3 separate regions of the Pan troglodytes genome follow, and regions 1 and 2 are each linked to region 3. The links are chromatin contacts, called in public HiChIP or PLAC-seq maps. All regions are on one chromosome and are shown on one strand. Each heading gives the region's core, a stretch centred on a gene start, on an enhancer-like site or on the middle of the called end of the contact. The rest is flanking DNA. Distances are from core to core; before and after follow the strand shown. Region 1 holds the start of COX5A (cytochrome c oxidase subunit 5A). Region 2 holds the start of RPP25 (ribonuclease P and MRP subunit p25). Region 3 holds the start of CSK (C-terminal Src kinase).

What was found. HiChIP or PLAC-seq counts read pairs in DNA pulled down with a chosen protein or histone mark.
Region 1: a contact with region 3 is called in an H3K4me3 HiChIP or PLAC-seq map of stem cell-derived excitatory neurons, with 3 times the contacts expected there. The contact joins the promoter of COX5A here to the promoter of CSK in region 3. A contact is called at or near these places in 1 of 1 datasets of contacts at active chromatin or transcription factors (stem cell-derived excitatory neurons) and 1 of 1 other capture datasets (stem cell-derived neural stem cells).
Region 2: an H3K4me3 HiChIP or PLAC-seq map of stem cell-derived excitatory neurons shows a contact between it and region 3, with 3 times the contacts expected there. The contact joins the promoter of RPP25 here to the promoter of CSK in region 3. A contact is called at or near these places in 2 of 7 Hi-C or Micro-C datasets (induced pluripotent stem cells and stem cell-derived neural progenitor cells) and 1 of 1 datasets of contacts at active chromatin or transcription factors (stem cell-derived excitatory neurons).

What each region holds. Positions count from the first base shown.
Region 1 is chr16:66,897,845-66,900,544 of NHGRI_mPanTro3-v2.0_pri, reverse strand. It overlaps COX5A (cytochrome c oxidase subunit 5A), which reads left to right and starts at 1,281. Exons shown (of 4, transcript NM_001118913.1): 1 at 1,281-1,380. The coding sequence starts at 1,281.
Region 2 is chr16:66,918,033-66,920,773 of NHGRI_mPanTro3-v2.0_pri, reverse strand. It overlaps RPP25 (ribonuclease P and MRP subunit p25), which reads left to right and starts at 1,394. Exons shown (of 1, transcript XM_510676.8): 1 at 1,394-2,741. The coding sequence starts at 2,359.
Region 3 is chr16:66,743,179-66,745,878 of NHGRI_mPanTro3-v2.0_pri, reverse strand. CSK (C-terminal Src kinase) reads right to left here and starts at 1,268. Exons shown (of 14, transcript XM_063794204.1): 1 at 803-1,268; 2 at 27-79.

The DNA of each region.
Region 1 (2,700 bases), core at 32-2,531, 150 kb before region 3:
AGGAGCCCTCCTGTAGGAGATGGGAAACATTCAGGTGAGAGTCCTCAGAACTGGGGATGTGGCGAAAAGATCCTTGACTGCCAGCAGCAACCTAATTTCTGAGCCTCTTTCCTAATCTGTGAAATGAAGTAGTTTAACTCGTTTTTTATGCAAGCTGGTTTGTGATATAAGAATATGTACTAATAAAATCCCTTACGCATAGGCCTTTTTTTTTTTTTTTTTTTTTGAGATGGAGTTTTGATCTTGTTGCTCAGGCTGGAGTGCAATGGTGCGATCTCAACTCACTGCAACCTCTGCCTCCTGGGTTCCAGCAATTCTCCTGCCTTGGCCTCCCAAATAGCTGGGATTACAGGCATGCGCCACCACGCCTGGCTAATTTTGCATTTTTAGTAGAGACAGGGGTTTCTCCATGTTGGTCAGGCTGGTCTCGAACTCCCGACCTCAGGTGATCCGCCCGCCTTGGGCTCCCAAAGTGCTAGGACTACAGGCGTGAGCAACCGCGTCCAGCGGCATTCTTTCCCCCATTCGCTGTTTTATTTTATGCCACAATGAGAAGGCGGGGCTAAGCAAAGTAGGTTTTTGTTTTGTTTGGTTTTTTTGAGACGGAGTTTCGCTCTTGTTGCCCAGGCTGGAGTGCAATGGCACCATCTCGGCTCACCGCAACCTCCTCCTCCTGGGTTCAAGCGATTCTCCTGCCTCAGCCTCCCGAGTAGGTGGGATTGCGGGCACGCGTTGCGCCACCACGCCTGGCTAATTTTGTATTTTTAGTAGAGACGGGGGGGGGGTTCCTCCATGTTGCCCAGGCTGGTCTTGAACTCCCGACCGCAGGTGATCCGCCTGCCTCGGCCTCCCAAAAGTGCTGGGATTACAGGCGTGAGCCACAGCGCCCGGGCGCAAAGTACGTATTTTTTATTATAGTTTGTTGTTATTGCTGTCATTCCTATTTTGAGGTGATTAAGTACCCTCCTGGGCCTGACTCGAACAAGACCACGGTCGGTTGCTCCTCCCTCGCCTCCATTCCTACTTACAGGATGGCAACTGCGCGTCACCTGACCAGAGACAAGGCGGGACGCGAGGCTAACAGTTTGTCCTCAGCGCGCCGCCGTAGCCCCCGCCGCCGGCCGCGCGGTGGCCCCTCCCGCCCACGCGCCAGAGTCGCAGTGGGCGGGCCTACGTGCTCCGCCCGCTGTGAGCCTGTCCGGCCCCCGCCCGCTCCGGAGCAACCCGCGAGCTTACACCGGCTTCTCTCTGTTCTCAGCCTGCGCGCCGCCATCGCCGTCATGCTGGGCGCCGCTCTCCGCCGCTGCGCTGTGGCCGCAACCACCCGGGCCGGCCCTCGAGGCCTCCTGCACTCCGCCCGGACCCCCGGCCCCGCCGCGGGTAAGGCCCCTGCTTGCCACTGCCCGCGCCCTCGTGTCCTTGCGGTGACCTGGGTCCCCGCCGCCACTCCGGGGCGGGCTCTCCCCGGCCTAGCCCTTGCCCTACCCTGGTTACTGAACCCGGTGACCGCGGGCCGCCCTGCCCGCCGCCTCGAGTAGTGGAGGACCTGAGAGCGCGCCCCCGGGGCCTCCCCCCGCGCAACTTCCTGGCTGTGCCACCGCGGACAGGTCAGATGTGGACCTGCTGTGGGCACCGAGGAGGGGACGCAGCGCTCCCCTTCGGTTCCCGGGCCATGACCCTGCCCCGGCGCCGACCCTGCGGCCACCTGACCGAGAGTGGCCGCCGCCGGCCTGCAGCGCCTCGGCGAAGGTGACATTGAGCCTCCGGGCACGCCGCTTGGGGTCCGAGGACACAATATGCTTCCGTATGGGACACACGATTATACTTTTCAATCAGGCATTTCTCGGTTAGCGATTAGTGTGTCACCTTCACAGCCTTTTCCGTCATTTTTAGGGTCTGCTGTGCCACGTTCTAATTCTTCCACGTTTAAAATAGATGGAAGTGTGTGGTTGTTTCCTGATCTCCGGAAGATAGCCAGAGTTTTGATAGGGCTTATGATAAAAATATCACTCTTTTGAAAATTGAATGTCACAGACACAGGAATACTGGGTTTTACAAGCATAGGAACGCTTCGTGTTTTTTCCCTTTTGTAATAGAAGCCTGATTGCTGGAGTATGAGACGTGCTTCTGATTTTTGTCTATTTTCCTTCCCTTTATATGTGTGCTGGGAGGTTTTGAGTCCACCACCATAGAATAATTACAGTAATTGCACTTCGATCTTGGTCCGTGATGATTATATAAGCTACATTTTGAAATTTAGCTTCTATGCATGCATATTATATTTTATTTTTGAACCTGCATCACTGGCAACTATGCATGCGTATTTAAACATAAGAACTCAGAAACTCGTTTCAGGGTATGCTGAAGTTAAAAATTAAAAAAAGAACTCAGCCGGGCGCGGTGGCTCATGCCTGTAATCCCAGCACTTTGGTAGGCCGAGGCGGGCGGATCACCTGAGGTCAGGAGTTCAAGAGCAGCCTGGCCAACATGGTGAAACCCTGTCTGTACTAAAAATACAAAAAATTTAGCTGGGTGTGGTGGTGGGCGCCTGTAATCCCAGCTACTCGGGAGGCTGAAGCACAAGAATCGCTTGAACCTGAGAGATGGAGGTTGCAGTGAGCCGAAATCGCGCCATTGCACTCCAGCCTGGCCGACAGAGCAAGACTCCGTCTCAAAAAAAAAAAAAAAGAACTCAGAAAC
Region 2 (2,741 bases), core at 145-2,644, 170 kb before region 3:
ACACAACCCTCGGTTCTCCACGCCCCGCTACGCGCTGCCGACAGTCTTTGTTTCTTCCCAAGGCTGCTGTGCCTCTAGCCCCCACCGCTGTGTGGGGCCCATGGAGACTGGAGCGAGACCGAAGTCCCGGTTCGGAGCATACCCCGAGGGTTCCTGATCCCACCAGGAGACGGGGAGGGGGTCAGCCATTCACACATTGCGGTGCCAAGGTCCAGGCGCCGCAGCCACTCCCAGGAAGTGGTAAGAGGGTAAACCCTGGTTCTGAACAGCAGGGACCGAGGGCCGCTCCCAAGAAGTGATAAGGGGGTAAACCCTGGTTTTGAACAGCAGGGACCGAGAGCTGCTGCAGATGCCCAGAGGGCGAGAACAGCGGGAGGAGGGAGAAGAGCGTCTGGCAGCCCCATCTCCAACTGAGGCCCAGCAATCCAAGGCACCGTCATGCCCCCAGCACTTTCCCGGTTGCCCGCCCGCCCCAGCTCTCTGTGTCCCTCCCCGCCACGCCCCGTCACAGTCCCCTGGCTAGGACCAGATCTGCCGCCCTCCCTCAGTCCTGACTGCGTAGGGCGGGTGGAAGGAGGACGGGCGAATCCCGAGAGCAGTTTTAGGGAGGGTCGGGCCCCTTCTCAGACCCCCTCCCTTCCATCAGTAGTCCTGACAGCCCCCAATCTCATCTTTCTCTAATGCTTCTCTCACCCGGCAGGAGACCCCGGGCCTCTCTTTCGGTCCCGTGGAGTTTCCGCCGGAGAGGCATCCAGTAGTTCCATAATGCCCCCAGGGCTTCAACTCCCCACCTTCCTCCCTTCTTTCTCTCTTTTATTTTTTTTTTAAGTCTTTTTAATTTTTGTGGGTACATAATAGGTGTCTATATTTAGAGGGTACATGAGACGTTTTGATAAAGGCATGCAATGCATAATAATCACATCCTGGAGAATGGGGTATCCCTCCCTTCTCTTTTGTATTTTATTTAATTAATTAATTAATTAATTTTTTGAGACAGAGTTTTGCTCTGTCGCCCCGGCTGGAGTGCAGTGGCGTGATCTCGGCTCACTGCAGCCTTCAGCTCCCGGGTTCAAGCGCTTCTCCTGCCTCAGCCTCCCGAGCAGCTAGGATTACAGGAGCGCGCCGCAACGCCGAGCTGATTTTTGTACGTTTAATGGAGACGGGGTTTCACCATGTTGACCAGGCTGGTCTCGAACTCCTGACCTCAAGTAATCCGCCCACCTCTGCCGCCCAAAGTGCTGGGATTAAAAGCGTGAGACACCGCGCCCGGCCCCTCCCTTCTCTTTTTTAAAACCTGCGTTCACCTAGCCTCCTTTCGAAAAGGACCCCACTGGATCTCAAGGGGCCAGTGTTGCCTGAGCGAATTCCGCCTGGGAGGAAGGGGGCGGCCACGTTGGCAAGGCATCGTGCCTGGCTCACCCTAAAGCGCGCAGCTCTAAGGGTGGGCTCTTGGGCCTGGGTGGAGCGAGCCTACCGCCTTTTCAGAAGAGGTCACGCCCGCTTCCCCACGCGCCTCGGGGAACAGCCTGGCCCAAAGCCTCACTCTTCACGTCGCAGAGGTGGGCGGGGGTCCGGGAGCCTCGAGCTCCGGGCAGGCGTGGCGAGGCTGAAGTCTGGGTCTCCCGCGCCCCGCGAGGACCACGCCGCGACGTAATCGCCCGCGGGGAGGCGCGGAGTGGAGCCGCAGCCAGCTCCTCCCGCACTCTGCTGACCGCGCACTAGCTGTCCTTGAGGCAAGAATACTTGGGAGCGGAAAAAAGGTGGGGGTGTTCCCCGGGGCTGGGGAGGAGGGGCGAGGCCCCAGCAAGCCTCTTGGAAATCTCTCCCTGGGAGGGGACGAGGGGCGGCCTTCAGTTGCAAATGGGAAGGGCTCGGATACCGGATTTGAAGCAGTGTTTGCACCGCAAGCGCAGCTTTTATTTAGACTGCCGGTTTGTGAGGGTTGGCTCTCAGAGCGCTGATGGCGATTATAGTGGAACTTCACCTTCACCTGCTTATGCGCCCGGCAGCGCGCCCGCTCCCACGCCCGCGTAGCTGAGGACCCAGACTCGCCAGGAAAGGCTAGTGAGGCTGGGGCCCGGGCGGGCCGGGCCGGGCCGGGTCAGGGGAGGGGCCTGGCGGCAGGGGCGGGGCCTCAGCTAAAGGCGCGGAGCACCGGGCGCCGAGAGCGCTGAGTAGAGCGGCGCCCGCTCGGGAGAAGTGGGGCCGAGATCGCGCCGTCCCAGCCCGCCCGCCGGCGTCTGCGCTGCTCCGGCGCCCTTACCCCTGCTGGCCCTTGCAAGACGCGACCGGCGGCCATGCAGCCCCGGGGCTGAGGCCGCCCCATGGCAAAGCCGGCGGTCCCGGCGACGACGGCGCATGGAGAACTTCCGTAAGGTGCGCTCCGAAGAGGCGCCAGCGGGGGGCGGGGCCGAGGGAGGTGGCCCGGGCTCCGGCCCCTTCGCAGACCTGGCGCCGGGCGCGGTGCACATGCGGGTCAAGGAAGGCAGCAAGATCCGGAACCTGATGGCCTTCGCCACCGCCAGCATGGCGCAGCCAGCCACGCGCGCCATCGTCTTCAGCGGCTGCGGCCGGGCCACCACCAAAACCGTCACGTGCGCCGAGATCCTCAAGCGCCGCCTGGCGGGCCTGCACCAGGTCACGCGGCTGCGTTACCGGAGCGTGCGCGAGGTGTGGCAGAGCCTCCCGCCTGGGCCCACGCAGGGTCAGACGCCTGGCGAGCCGGCCGCTAGTCTCAGCGT
Region 3 (2,700 bases), core at 19-2,518:
ACACTCCGGGACGGCCAGGCACTCACCTCTCTTGGGGCACTGCGGTCCGGGCCACCTCGCCGCGGGCGGCATCAGCGGCCTGCGGGACGGTCCATGCGGTCAGGGGGGAGGGGAGGGGCGCAGGGGTCCCCAGGGGGTGCGGTACAAAGAGGTACGGGTGCAAGGAGAGGGGAGGAGGGACCGCCAGGCAGAGGCAGGGGGACGGACGCACGGCCCGGGTCGCGGAGGGAAGAAAGGCGGGGGAAGGGGGCGGGAGGGAGTCGGGGGGAGGAAACAATGTAGCCGGCGCGGCCCCGGCAGAGTTCCGCTTCCGAGCGCCGCCACTGAGGTTCGATTTTGGAACGTCGCGCTGGCTGCCGGGGGCCGCCCCGGACGCTCGATCGGGGCCGCGGGGCTCCTCGCGCTCCACGCCCCGCGGGCTCCGGCGGCCAGAGGCTGGCTGGGGCGGGAGGGACGGCGGGCCGGTTTACGGCCCCGACGGCGGCGCAGCCGGGCGGTCGCCCGGCTCGGACCCCACCCCGGCAGAAGCCCCCGGGCAAGGCGCGGGTGGGGCAGGAGCGGGAGGGCGGCAGCGGGCTCGGCGGCGGCGGCCAACCTCGGCTCGCCCAGGGCTCCGCTGGGAGGAAGCTCGCAGGCCTGGCGAGAGGAAGCGCGGCCCGGATCCTCCGCCCGCGGCAGCGCGCCTGCGCGAGGGGGCCTGCCCGGCGCGCGGCGGGGCGTGGGCCGGCGGGGCGGCGCCCCCTGCCGGGCGCCGGGGGCACTGCGGGGGGTGTGTCCGCGCCCACGCCCTGCCCCCACTTGCCGCCTGGCTGCGTTGAAGGCTCCGAGGGTCTCTCCTCAGCCGGCCTGGGAGCAACCTCCCAGCCTTCTCTGGACGCAGCTTTCCCGCTGCAGAAGCGCTGGGGGCCGGGCCTGGGCCCCTCTCCTCAGGTCTGTTTGTGGAGAGTGGGCCTGACTCGCAGCAGAAAGCCTTCATTCATTCATTCACCAACATTTCCTGGCGCTGACATCGTGGCGGAGCCTGCTCTGGAGTCTATTGGCAAGACCATTTCACTACCGTCAAGGCGTTCTCGATCGGGTGGGGGTAGGCTGACAGGCCGACAGACAACGGCAAGGAAATAATTGATCAAAGTGGAGAGGTGGCGGACACGGTTCCCAGGAGGCAGAAAGAAAACTAGGGCTAACGGGGAGACCTCACACCTCACAGAGCCGGGACCAGGCAGAGGGAACAGCATGCACAAGGGCGGGGAGTGCGGAGGGAGCTTGGTGGCTTCTGGGATCTAAATATAGCTCAGGCGGCTGCCGCTTGCAGTGTGGGTGGGGGAGAGTGGTGGGAGATGGGTTCCTGCAAACAACAGGGGCAAAAGAGATCCAAAGAGCCTCATGGGACTTTCTTGGAGTTTATGTTCAGCCTGGAGGCAATAAAGAAGTTGTCAGCAGCTCTGTGACCTTGGGCAAGTTACTTAACCTCTCTGTGCTTTAGTTTCCCCATTTGGTAAAATAGGTGATATATAATGGCACCGACTTCTTAAGTTTTTGTGGGGAGGGGAGGAAATGAGTTAATACGTTTAAAGTGCTTAGTATGCAGTAGCTGGCACGTGAGGAGCCCTCCGTTAAGCAAGGGCTGTTACATCACTGTTAACGAAAAGCAGGGAGATGACCTGCTCTGAGCCACAGGAGAGGACAGCGTGCTCAGGCATGACAGGGGTGGGAGAGTGCAGGGTGGCGGGGGAACAGAATGGGGATGCAGTGATGAGGGTGAGACCGGGGAACAGAATGGGGGTACAGTGATGAGGGCGAGACCAGAGACTCCAGCGTAGGGAGGAGGTAAAGGTGGGGGACTTTCTAGGGACTAGACCCTGAAGCAAGGGTCAGGCTTAGATGGACAGAGGGAAGAGGCACTCTTGGGGTTGGGGGGGAGGAAGTGGGGCATGCTGACAAAGTCTTGGAACACAAAATAAGCATGAAGAGGCCCGAGGGAGCGAGAAGAGGGCAAACAGCCCTGTGGGAGACGGAGCTGGGAGACAGTGTGGCTGCAGATTGTTTTAAAGAGCCTCGGATGCCAGGAGGAGTTGCCCCCAAAACCACAGGTCGGCCCTCTGACCCAGGGCACCCTTAGGCCGGTTTCCCAGCTGGAGCCAGCCCTTTGGAGAGGGATGTCCTTTGAGGAGACAGCCAGTAAGTTTCAGAGATAGGTGTGGTGTAACAGAAAAAAGATGAATTTGGGGTTCAAGTCTCCAAGTTAAATTTCAACCCGTCCACTTACTAGCTGTGTGACTTAGGGCTAGTTACCTAAGGTCTCTGAGCTGTTTCCTCTTTTGTAAGATCAGGCTCAAAATATACTTCTCTCATGATAGATAGTGCAGATTCAGCAAGATAACGGCCTGGGGGTGAGGGAGTGGAAAGGGTGCTCAGCAGAGCTGGTTTCCCTTTCTTTCCTCTGAGGTCAAGATGGAATGATAATATGGGGCCGGATGGGGGGCCGCCTCTCAGCCTAAAAGAAAGCACTTCAGCAGCTCTGCAAAGGCTTCTGGGAGGGAGAAATTGACATCTCCCCTCCCCTGGCTGAATCAGCTAGCAGAATGGGAAAGAAAAGACTGGGGATTTGGGGAAAATACTCTAATCCCTGTTCCAGTTTTGTCACCAACCTTTCTTTATCCCCAAATGCACTTGACTTTTTCCCCTGGGTGTGCTGTGGCC